Regions from separate parts of the Hordeum vulgare genome. Here region 1 is linked to region 2. A link is a contact called in public Hi-C data. All regions are on one chromosome and are shown on one strand. Each heading gives the region's core, a stretch centred on a gene start, on an enhancer-like site or on the middle of the called end of the contact. The rest is flanking DNA. Distances are from core to core; before and after follow the strand shown.

Region 1 (5,577 bases), core at 2,269-4,768, 280 kb after region 2:
CCTGTGGGCGCGGCCCACCCCTAGGCCGCGGCGGGAGGCCGCCTGGGTGGGTCCCACGCCGTCTGGTGCCATCCTTTGGCCTATATTGACACCTCTGCTGGGAAACCCTTCAAGAAGATCCAGAATCATGAATTTCTCCATTGTTCCACCGTCGCAACGCTTTCGAGATCAGGAGCGTTAGGAGACCTTTTCCCGGCACCCTGTCGGAGGGAGGATTGACCTCCGGGAGCTTCTCCACCGCCATGGACGCTTCTCGAACGTGTCGTGAGTAGTCCTCCTTGGACCATGAGTCCATGACCAGTAGCTATGTGATTTATTCTCTCCAATCTCGTGCTTCCATGATTAGTCCTTGTGAGCTGCCCTACATGATCAAGGCATCTATGTAATTCTCTTGCTATTGCTATGCTCAGTTTGTTGGGATCCGATGGATTATGAGATTATGTTCAGATAGTTATGAGTTATATATTTGATTATCTTTTTATATTATGTTCCTTAGTGATTCATGCATGTTCTCCGTTGCTATTTATTTCTTTGGCCGAGTAGTAGATTGTAACTCCAAGAGGGGGCATTATGCATGACTGTGGGTTCATGCCCCTCGATGTATAGCTTGAGTGACAGAAACATGAGACTAGGGGATGTATTGTTGCCACCAGGGAGAAAACAAGGTGCTTTTGACCACGGTTGCAAGGATTGTTTACCTTCCGCATAGTTCGTTAATGCAGTTGTCCGTTGCTTTGAGTTTACACTTCGGGTGGGGCTCGCAACTTAATACCAGCGAGATGTTCTGGATAGATATCTCAAGGTGGATGATTAGTAAGTACATGTTGATGAATAAACGGTCTACTTTTCTTGGCGTACTGCCCATTACCATTGAACCTCTAACTATCAAGTAGCACAATTAGCATTGGGGTGAGTTCATAATTCTATCAATTGCCCAACTGGAATTTGTTTACCCAAGCATAGTTGTTTAACGTCTTTTGGGAGAGAGACATCACTAGTGAACATCATGTGACTCCGGTCCATATCACCATCATTGCTTACACCTCCATCATTTACTAATTTCATTTATTTTTCCGTTGTAATCACTATCACCTTTCCCGCTTGTGTTTTGATCCTTTGCAAACTACAAGGTCGGAGAGATTGACAAACTCTCTCTACTCGTTGGGAGCAAAGTTACCTACTTGTTGATCCTAGGAGTCCTCCTGGTTCGATAAACCTTACAGTCTCCGTGTAAGGGAAAACTTTATGCTGACTACATCTCAACCTTCCACTTGGGGTAACCAACGAGGAGCGAGAAGTATATACATCATCTCGTCATTAGTGCGTCCTAGATTGGTAAGGTGTCCCTTGGGAGCCTCCTACTTCGTGTTGTGGAGTTGAACCAAGAAGTTTGTAAGGGCAAGGTGATCACCTACTTCATGAAGATCTACCGTGCGTGAGGCTAGTCCTGTATGGACGTAAGCCATGGTGGAATATACAAGGCCTCTTCTTAGTGGACCCCTTGTGGGTGAAGCCCTCCATGGACTCTCACAGTCGCTACCCTTCGTGGGTTGAAGTCTCCACTAATATGGATGTACGATAGCACCACCTATCAGAACCACGCCAAAAATTGTCGTGTCAACCTTTGATTTGATCTTCCTTCCCTACCCTCTACATTATATTTGGATGTATTTACATTCCGTTGCTATACTCTCAGATATGCATATGTAGGGTGAACTTGACTAGTCATTATTGCTAAAAATGGCCCACAACTTAAATTGGGAAAAGACTAAGTTTTTATTTGGTCAAGTAGTCTAATCACCCCCTCTAGACATAGTTCGGATCCCACGCATCCCCTATATTCATACAAATCATGCAAACATGAAACCTACATGCTAATCTAAATTTCACTTCGGCATCATCGAACATGTCCACAACGTACGAGCCAGGTGCTTGGTAGTTGGACCCGTCGGAGGGCTCCGGCTTCTCCTCCTCATTCATATGTGCGAGCATTTCGTCGATGTACGGGGCGTCCTCAACCTCCGTCTCCTGCATACGACGATGCAAGGCCTTTGCCATCGATTCCGACCAGATGGAATTGAGGATCATGTAGATCTGCAGCCCCCGCATCCCCCACATCCTCCTCCTCCCCTACCTCCTCCTCTTTCGCCGCCTCCAAGTCTTTCTCTGGATGCGGTGGATCCGGAGGTAGATCCGCATGTTCCGGGCTTCTTGCCTTGCCAGGATCTGCTCAAGGAGCTACTACGGGTGCTCCGGCGTTAGATACGTTATCTGGCGGCGTGGGGGCATGGTTACTAACGGAAAGTGGTGGAAGACGAGCGGAAATTGGCGATGGTGGTAGACGAGAGGGCGGAAATGCGGATGGACACGCTTTCGATGACGGCAGTCGGCCTAAATAGCTAGAGAAGGGCACTATGTGGACCGCAGGGGCCACCAGGCAACGGAGGAGAATCCCATTGAATTGTTGGGTTTCTGAGCCATTCCGTGTGGGACCTGACCTTCAGTCCAACGTGATGTATGTGCCCGGTCACGCATGGGCCTCCTCATATCCATCCCATATTTGGGCTAGATATGAAGGTTGCAGGTTAGGTCAGACGCTTGTGCCCATTTGAGGAGTCAGTGTGGGTCGGGTTTTTTTGACCGATGACTGACCGGACCATCCACCCGGGGGTTTGAGACGGGTTTAGGGTGCCCGGGCTATTTATGCTCCAACTACCACGTGAGCATGGCGACTTTAGAAATCAGATGCCAAGCTTGAGTGGCGAAGCTTCATCCAATTTTTTGGGCTGGCCAAAAGAGGACTGGTTAGAAAATATCATTGAAATTTCGCTTTTAGGGCTCAAATTCAGTACAAATTTTCAATGAATTATTGTTGGGCTGGGTGGGCCATGGCCTGGTTTGGCCCAGCCCTAGCTCCGCCCCTACTGAGCTTGCGTACTTGCATGTGTGTGCAATAGTGGTCTCGATTAGAGCAAATATAATAATGAGTTTATAACACGCTTACATAACTGTTTTTCCTATGTGAAAATGAGAGACATAGAAAAATAATGAGAGTGGGCTATCATGCAAGCCTGGTTATATGCGTATTACTAGACGCATGCAATAAATGTGAAGAAAAAGATGGAGAAAAGGTAAAAAAATAATACTCCCTCCATTCCAAAATAACTGTCTCAACTTTATACTAGCTCTATTACAAAGTTGTGTTAAGTTTAAAGCTCTTATTTTGGGACGGAGGGAGTACTCTTCTAACCTTATAGCTAACCTTATTATATGAATAACTATAATTACTAACTATATATGATACGACAATATCATATAACTATACTATTAACCATGCTCTAATTTATTATTGTTGCTAGCAATTCCTAGCATGTTCAAGAAATTCTTGGAAAATGTGGTTGGAGCACCGCTATTTGCATTCGGTAGTAGCAGGAAGAGATTAGGTGGAGCCACTTGGACTGTGATAATCCTTAAATGGTTTGTTTTCAAAAGGAAAGGGAAGGGTGTGGGCCAGGGCCTGCCGGGCGGCCTCCCCTGTGGGCAGCATGGACGGCGACGCCCGAACTACTAGCGACAAGTGGGAGCATACCTCTTTGACATGGGATCGGATGGCCGATCCATCGATAAATATTTGATGGCAACTTGTTGTACGCAGACTTTGAGTTGAGCATGATGCAAGGCTTGACACTTCCAACGAATCACATGTGCTTGGTGACATGAGGTGTGTGCGACGTACTCTTCCTCGTGGACTCGTCCGCCACTTGGCCCTCTTCGCCGGCGTTTCCTATGCTGCCTCACATTATATGTATTATGTACTAGTAGTTGATAGTGTTTAGCGGATTCCTTTTCCATGTCTGTGGTCACACCTGGACCTGGTAGTGGTAGATGGATCAAAAGTAGTACAAAAGTTACTCCATTAACAGATCACATCGGCGAGTATGATCAGCAGGCCTAGCCTAGCGCCGCGGATGTAATCCGGATCGTATCAACTTTGGTGGAACACATACCTGACACGATCACAATAATCACTTTGTTTATTGGTCATACAACCGGTACGATGATCTCGTTGCCGAGGAAAGCGTGGGCAAGGCGGCAGGGACGAAAGCCGCAACGTGGCAATGCCTATGTAATGTCAGACACAGTTTGCGTCCCAGCAAATCCCTCTCGTATATATACAGATCCCGGAGTATGAGAATATTTGCCAAATTGATACATGCATGCAGATCACTGAGAACAATTTGGATTGATTGTCCCTTCGAGAGAGCTGTCATGCTGCAACAACTTGCAAAGGTTTCTCGAATCAAACCAGGACTCCTTTGGATATGTTCCGTGTTTGTTTAGTGGCGAATCATTCGGTTATATAAAGATTCAGATCGTTTAGGATCCCTCCTGGTTGCACCTATAAAGAATTACCCGCCCTCGCTTCACCAGGTGGATTGCACATGTTGTTTTCCCACTCGGGACAAACCAATTTCCAGAATACTCAATGTCCCTTTCACTTTAAACTAGAGTTTCGAATGTCACCTGAGTCTCTAAATTTTTAGGTAATTAGCCCCTCCGCTCGATGTGAGTTGCCGCTTTTTCTGTAGGCAGTATCTAGCGGAATGGTCTACACAATTTGCACGTCTAGACAGTTGGTCATGTATGAGATCTTTACAACATATTCTACTAATAACATGCTTACTTATAATTTGGAACTAGTCTCTACACGGTTATAATCTTGTCCGCCAAATGAGCAAAATAAATGGTGTTACATACTTATAAACTACAGTAATAAGGTCACAAAAAGGTAGACGATGTACATTTTTTCAATGTGTTTTTCAATAATAAAAGGGAATATATGTTGGGAAAAAGCACACACTTCTGGTCTAAAACTGCAATGGAAACAAAATGTACATTGAAGGACACATATATGACAGCATATTTGGAGGAAATGGGCTTCGTAACACCCCTCACAATCCTCAAATAATGTATGTGTTAGAGATACTCTTCAAAAGGCGACAGTGTTGAATACATGCCCTAAATTAAGGTCATAATAAATAGGTTATTATCATATTTCCTTATTTATGATAAATATTTATTATTCATGTTAGAATTCTATTGACCAAAAACTTAAATACACATGTGGAGACATAAGCAACACCGTGTCCCTAATGAACATCTATTAGACTAGCTCGTTGATCAAGGTCTCTTAATGTCGTGGGTATAAGTCTGACAGTAGATGTGTCGGGTACGAAAGAATGGGCAGAGCCTTAGCTACGGCGAGGTTGTATGAGTTCAGGCCCCTCTACGGTGGAGGTAAAAGCCCTACGTCTCAGTGCTCTTGGGAGCTTGTTGTCGAGTGAAATATGGATTACAGTGAATTGCTAACCCCTGCACCAGTGGGGAAGGGCGGCTTATATAGAGTGCGCTGCCCTTCACAACGGTTCGGTGTACAGGGGTGGAGTAGTGGCGAATAAATGCCTATGTTACAGGTAACGTACGTCTTAAATGCTAATAAAGGTACATGGAAACGTACGGCCGTTGCCCTCCAGAGGGGTTACGATGCACAGAGTGGAATCCCGTCGGTAAGTTCGA
Region 2 (5,972 bases), core at 3,023-5,522:
ATTAGTCCATAGGAATTGTCATCAATTACCAAAACCACATATGGAGATATATGCTCTACCACAACCGCTCAATGTTGTACCCTTCTTCGACTGGTAGGACTTTCTTCCATCTATCGTTAAGGGTGTCTTGTTCGGCCTTTATCTGCTTCTATTTCCTTTTCAGGCTTCGGGCGGTGGCTATAAGCTGCCGCTTGAACCGCTCTTGGTCCAACGGGTCCTCAGGGACGATGAAATCCTCGTCTCCGAGACTATCCTCCACTTCAAAGAGAGGAAAGTAATTCATGTCTTTGAAGTCATTGAGGTCCTCGGGGTTATCCTGATCCTCGCGCCCCTCTGAGTCATTGAGTTATTATATGTGGGCAGCAATGTCATCGAGGTCTTCTAGATTGTCCGGAGTATCATTCTCTTCGGTGCCCGTGTTGCTTTCCCTACCCTCGCGCCCACTGGATTGTTTGCCCAGACGTTGGCGCTTGGGCAACTCCTTGCCGAACTTGTCGCCGTTCTTTCTGGGAGTGTCGTCACCGCTCTTCCCTGTGGTGTCGTCACCCTTATCGTCACGGGTGTCCACCATACAAACATCATAGGTAGAGGTGGTTGTCCACCGTCCAACAGTGGGAAGGGGTGGTGTCGACATCTTCGTCCATATCCTCGGCCTCCTCAGAGGCGTAATCCAACATATCGGTTAAATCTTTGATAGTGGCTACCAAGTAGGTGGTGGGTGGGACGTAAAATTCCCCATTGCCTGCCTCATGACCGATCCGAGCATAGGTCAAGGACGGGTCATCAGTAATATTCATTGTCTGGATTGGGGCCAGCGTCTCGTTCAATAGTGAGAGGTTAGCCAAATCAATCTTCCGATGTTTTTTGGAGTCAACCTCCAACCGTCGGCAGAGGGAGCATGCTCGGCCAAGGTTGACCCATGGTTTTCGGCCGGTCTAATGGGATCCGACCTCACAGCCGGATCCAAGGTGTGGCTCGACCTGATGACGGGGTCGGGAAGGACGCCCTAATTGAAAGCTTCGGTATTTCGAGGATCATCGGGCAATGTCGAGGGGGCCATAAGGACTAGATCGATGCGGTCGTCGATGATGTACTCTAGGTTGCCGAACCTGATCTTTTGATCTAGGGCAAAGCCGACAATCTGGTCGAGGTGACCGGCCGCATCGGCATGTACAACGATGATGCAGAACGCGAAGAGCTGGCCGGGGACAAAGACATCCCCGGTGTAGATGCTATCGCTGATGACTAAGTGATCCATTGATTCTTTAGTGATCCGACAATAAAACTCTCAATGAAAGCACCAAAGTCGGTGTGAAAACATCCAAATCTCGGGTAGGGGGTCCAGAGTTGTGGATCTTGGATCAATGGGGAGCAGGAAAACAAATGGACAATATTTACCAAGGTTCAGGTCCTCTCGAAGAGGTAAAACCCTACGTCCTTCTTGATTATACTGATGTGTGTATGACAATTACAAAGTCGATCTACCACGAGATCAGATGAACTAAACCCTAGATTGGTAGGATAATGATTCTGTCCTCAACGAACTAAAACCCTCCGGTATATATAGACAACAGGAGTACCTAGGGTTACATATGGTCGGTTACCATGAGGTAAGAAACATGTCGATTCTACCATCCTGACTTGGAGCGCACACCAAGGCTTTGGAGGTTTCCTTCCTGAACAGAGTGTCGTCTTATAGCTCGGCCCTTCGGTAATAGTCATAGAGCGGCCCACCTCTTCGGCCCATTGAGATAGACCGGCGGTTCGAGGACCCCTTAGTCGCAGACTCCCTCAAACACGCCTCCTTTTTATGGGGGTAAATACCCTTGTTTTGAAGCCTAATCAAGACCATTCTTTATTTTCGATAGCCAAATCAAGGTGATTCTTTTTTTGGGAGTAAATATAAAAAAATGGTTTTTACTAGGGTTTGGTTTTTTAATTCATGCGATAAAACATATTGAGTGGTAGGGGGGAGGTAAGGTGGAAAAAACCCGAGTGCGAGGGGGTGGTGGGAGGTGAGGTAGAAAAAACCTGCGGGTACCGACCTATCTACTGAGACTTTAGGAATAGATATTCCTTTTTTTTGAAGCCAAATCCACGTGCCTCACTTTTAAGGGAGTAAATATCCTTGTTTTTGAAATCCTAATCAAGATGATTTTTTATTTTTGATAGTCAAATCAAGGTGTTTTGCTTTTTTGGAAGTAAATGTTAAAAAAGTGGCGTCCTTCGATTATTACTGGGGTTTAGGTTTTTAATTAATGGAAGGAAAAAATGAGTGGGAGGGGGTAGTGGGAGGTGAGGCGGAAAAATACCAGGGTGGGAGGGGGTGATGGGAGATGAGGCGAAAAAACCTGAGTGGGAGGGGTGGTGACAGATGAGACAAAAAAACCGAGTGGGATGAGGTGGTGGGAGGTGAATCAAAAAAACCATGGATACCGGCCTATCAACTAAGACTTTAGGAGTAGAGATGTCTTTTTTTGGTAGCCAAATCAGCGCGTCTCAATTTTGTGGTAAATATCCTTGTTTTTAAAAGCCAAATCTAGATGATTTTTATTTTGATAGCCAAATCAAGGTGTTTTTTATTTTGTAAATAAATATTTGAAAGTAGCATTCTACGTTTTTTTACTAAGGTTTACTTTTTTAATTAATGAAAGGAAAAAAATCCTGCAAGATCCTGCCCATGTCCACCTCCAATCCGATCCTCATCCTTATTTTATCCAAATAATAGCGTCCACTCATATGATATGTTTGCACTTTGTTCATACACGATGGTTTTACGAATTTTGTGTATCATGTAGGCATTTTTATATGTGGGCGTTAGAGAGTTCGATCATTCGACATGTACACATGATTTTTGCTCATACAGTTAACATATCTAGTCCACGTGCGTGTGGGTAACTATTTTTCGTCCACGCGATGCTAGTACGTTGTTAGATGGCAACTACTATTACATGTATATGACAACCAGATAAATACACATGACAACTATGATTTGTTGTTAATGACAACTATAGTTGCGCATACATGGCAACTATGATTAACTACACATGACAACTCTGAATGGATCATACATGACAACAAGTTAATCACATATGTCAACTATTATTTGACCACGTATAGCAAGTAGTTACTACACATGACAACTATGAATTAATTACGTGCGGCGACAACCGTTAAGTAGACGTGACACCTATAGTTTTCCAAAATAGAGAAGTTGCCATGTTTTTACAACTATATTTTTCATCTCGGTTAACTAAAGTTGACATTCCTTGGATAACTAAAGTGTCATTCTGACGGTAACTAATGTAGCTGCGTCAGGACGTATGGAAGATTTGTTTCATGCTACACGCACAAAATGGGAATGAGTAGTAGTTGTTAGACGTCGTGACACTAAGTATTAATTCCTACACACGTGGACATTTATAATATTTGTTCATATACGACCAGCTTCCTCCTGATTATGTCGCATAAAACATATAGACGCATGTCTAATATGTCACACGCGTCATTTTGTTTTTACAAAAGGATGTTAAACCCTCAGCCTCTGCATCAATCGATGCATACATCCTATTTTTATTAATTATTCTATAAAGGTTTAACAAAAACATACATCAAGCCACCCGAAGCCACCATTCACACCTACAACCTTGATAATGTGGAGTGCTCTTACTTCTCATATCTAAAACTGGTGTCGTTGTCGATGGTATAATGTATCGATCTAACAACTGATGCTGCAAAATCTAAAGCGTACATCATATGCACACGTTTTAGAAGCCTCCATCATCATCGAGCCGCTGTCCCATCTTCACGAGAGAGATTCGCATCATCCTTGCCATTCCGGCCATTCGTCGACGTTACCACGACGCCTAACGGCGTCGCCGTCCTGCGCTCGCTCACCCCGACGCAGAGACTCTAAAAGATCTGTCGTGCGTAGCACCTGCCGAACAGGCATGACACAACGTAGCACCCGTCGACCAGGCATGACTTGACATCTCCATCAAAGCTGAGTTTAAGACGAAGCCGTTCCACCTCCTGCCTCTGTCTTATAGCGTTGCTTCACAAATGATGCTTTTAAAAGAGAAAGGACACCTTTATGTCGTCACGTGTGATAAGTATGGGCACACCAATTTTAAGAGGGTCGCATACCAGCATCATCATGAAATAGAATGGCAAACCAAACAGTATGTGTGCGCATAGTTGGACTGCATATTCCTGTCCCCTCCCTCTGATAAAATCAAATCAAATAAAATCCGACGACACCTCGAATTAGGGGGATACTGAATCTGAGGAAGGTTTCTCTCTCTTCCCTCCAACCACTTACTTGGGCATGATATAAGTAGAGCCACCATGTCTCCAGGCCACGGCTCACACAAAGTTAGCACTCATCCTCACTCGCCTGCTGGTGGTTATAACCAACCAACCAACCAACCAATCTCCTCCTCTCACTCGAAGTTTCACAACCCCCCTACCTCTGTTTAGTACTCGGCCACCATGAAGTTTATGAAACTTGGCAATAGGCCCGACACCTTCTTCTCCCCCTCCGACTCCGAGAGGTGCCGATCCTGATTTCCTGCGATCTCTGTCAGTTGGTTTCTTGTCCGAGTTTTGTGCCTAATTCCGCGCTTCTTTCTGCTCCAGGTCCGTGTATACGGAGGTGGCCACTGACCTGCAGATCCTGGTGGGCAAATGCCTCTATCATCTCCACAAGGTAATGGACCATCCAATCCAAGAACCAGATTCTTTCATCTCTTTCTGTCTCTATGTGATTCGGCAAGAAATGAATGTTTTTCTGCGCATGTTACGATCGCGGGCAAGCTCTGATTGTTTCTCTAATCTTAGCTTGCATTGTCATGCAAGAATTGTTTTCGTGGAATGAATTTCTTATCAATTGGATCCTATTCCTGACAAGATCGCTTGTTTATTCGATCCGCACAGTTTCCCCTGCTCTCGAAATGCCTGCTTCTGCAAGCGCTCTGTGCCGAGTCCGGCTGCGGCGGCGACGGCGACCTCATCGAGCTCGCGGGCTTCCCGGGCGGCGCCGAGGCGTTCGAGGTCTGCGCCAAGTTCTGCTACGGCATCACAATCACCGTCAGCGCACGCAACCTCGTCCCGCTCCGCTGCGCGGCCACTCACCTCGGCATGTCCGAGGCCGCCGACCGCGGCAACCTCGTGGCAAAGCTCGACTCCTTCCTCGCCTCTTGCCTTCTCCGCCGCTGGAAGGACGCGCTCGCCGTGCTCCACTCAACACGCCACAACGTGCCGCTATGCGAGGAGCTCGGCCTCACCTCCCGCTGCGTGAACGCCGTCGCCGACCTCATCGCGAACCCTGCCGCCGCCGTTATCCCCGCCAAGTCCACGTCCGCGTCGCCCTGGTGGGCGCACGACATCGCAGAGCTCGGCGTTGACATGTTCTGGCGTATCATGGTGGCCGTGAAATCGACGGGCGCCGTCAACGAGAAGACCATCGGCGACGCGCTCAAGACGTACGCGCGCCGGTGGCTGCCCAACGTTGCCAAGGACGGGCTCGCCGCGGAGCAACCGTTCGACGACGCCGCCGGCGCCAGCGTGAAGCAGATCAGCACGAGGCATCGCCTCCTCCTGGAGAAGATCGTGAGCCTTCTCCCGGTGGACAAGGACGCCGTCTCCTGCGCGTTCCTCCTCAAGCTCCTCAAGGCGGCCAACATCCTGAGCGCGTCCGCCGCGTCCAAGGCAGAGCTGGTGAGGCGGGTGGCATGGCAGCTCGAGGAGGCGAGCGTTAGCGACCTTCTCATCCCGTCAGTGTCCTGCATGAGTGACATGCTGTACGACGTGGACGCCGTGGCGGCCATCCTCCACGAGTTCACACTGCGGCACGCGGCGGCCACCGCGCCGGCGAGGAGCCCCGACGACAACAGCCCGGCACGGTCGGACGGGCACCGGCGGTCGCGGTCCGACGAGAGCGTGGGTTTCGACGGCGCGCGTCGGTCGTCGTC

Evidence for each region. Hi-C and Micro-C count contacts between places; a contact is called where the count stands out from the background.
Region 1: a Hi-C map of leaf shows a contact between it and region 2, with 6 times the contacts expected there. The contact joins the enhancer-like site here to the promoter of LOC123404515 in region 2. A contact is called at or near these places in 2 of 6 Hi-C or Micro-C datasets (leaf and seedling) and 1 of 1 datasets of contacts at active chromatin or transcription factors (embryo).

What each region holds. Positions count from the first base shown.
Region 1 is chr6H:329,157,178-329,162,754 of MorexV3_pseudomolecules_assembly, forward strand. No RefSeq gene overlaps it. Among protein-coding and RNA genes, the nearest start is that of LOC123402586, 140 kb to the right of the region's middle. Within about 2 kb of position 3,519, at least 3 of the 3 cell types and tissues checked have open chromatin away from gene starts, as enhancers often do. A contact at or near this core is called in leaf and seedling, where this site is marked.
Region 2 is chr6H:328,877,107-328,883,078 of MorexV3_pseudomolecules_assembly, forward strand. It overlaps LOC123404515 (BTB/POZ domain-containing protein At1g67900), which reads left to right and starts at 4,273. Exons shown (of 4, transcript XM_045098445.1): 1 at 4,273-4,553; 2 at 4,639-4,708; 3 at 4,936-5,972. The coding sequence starts at 4,492.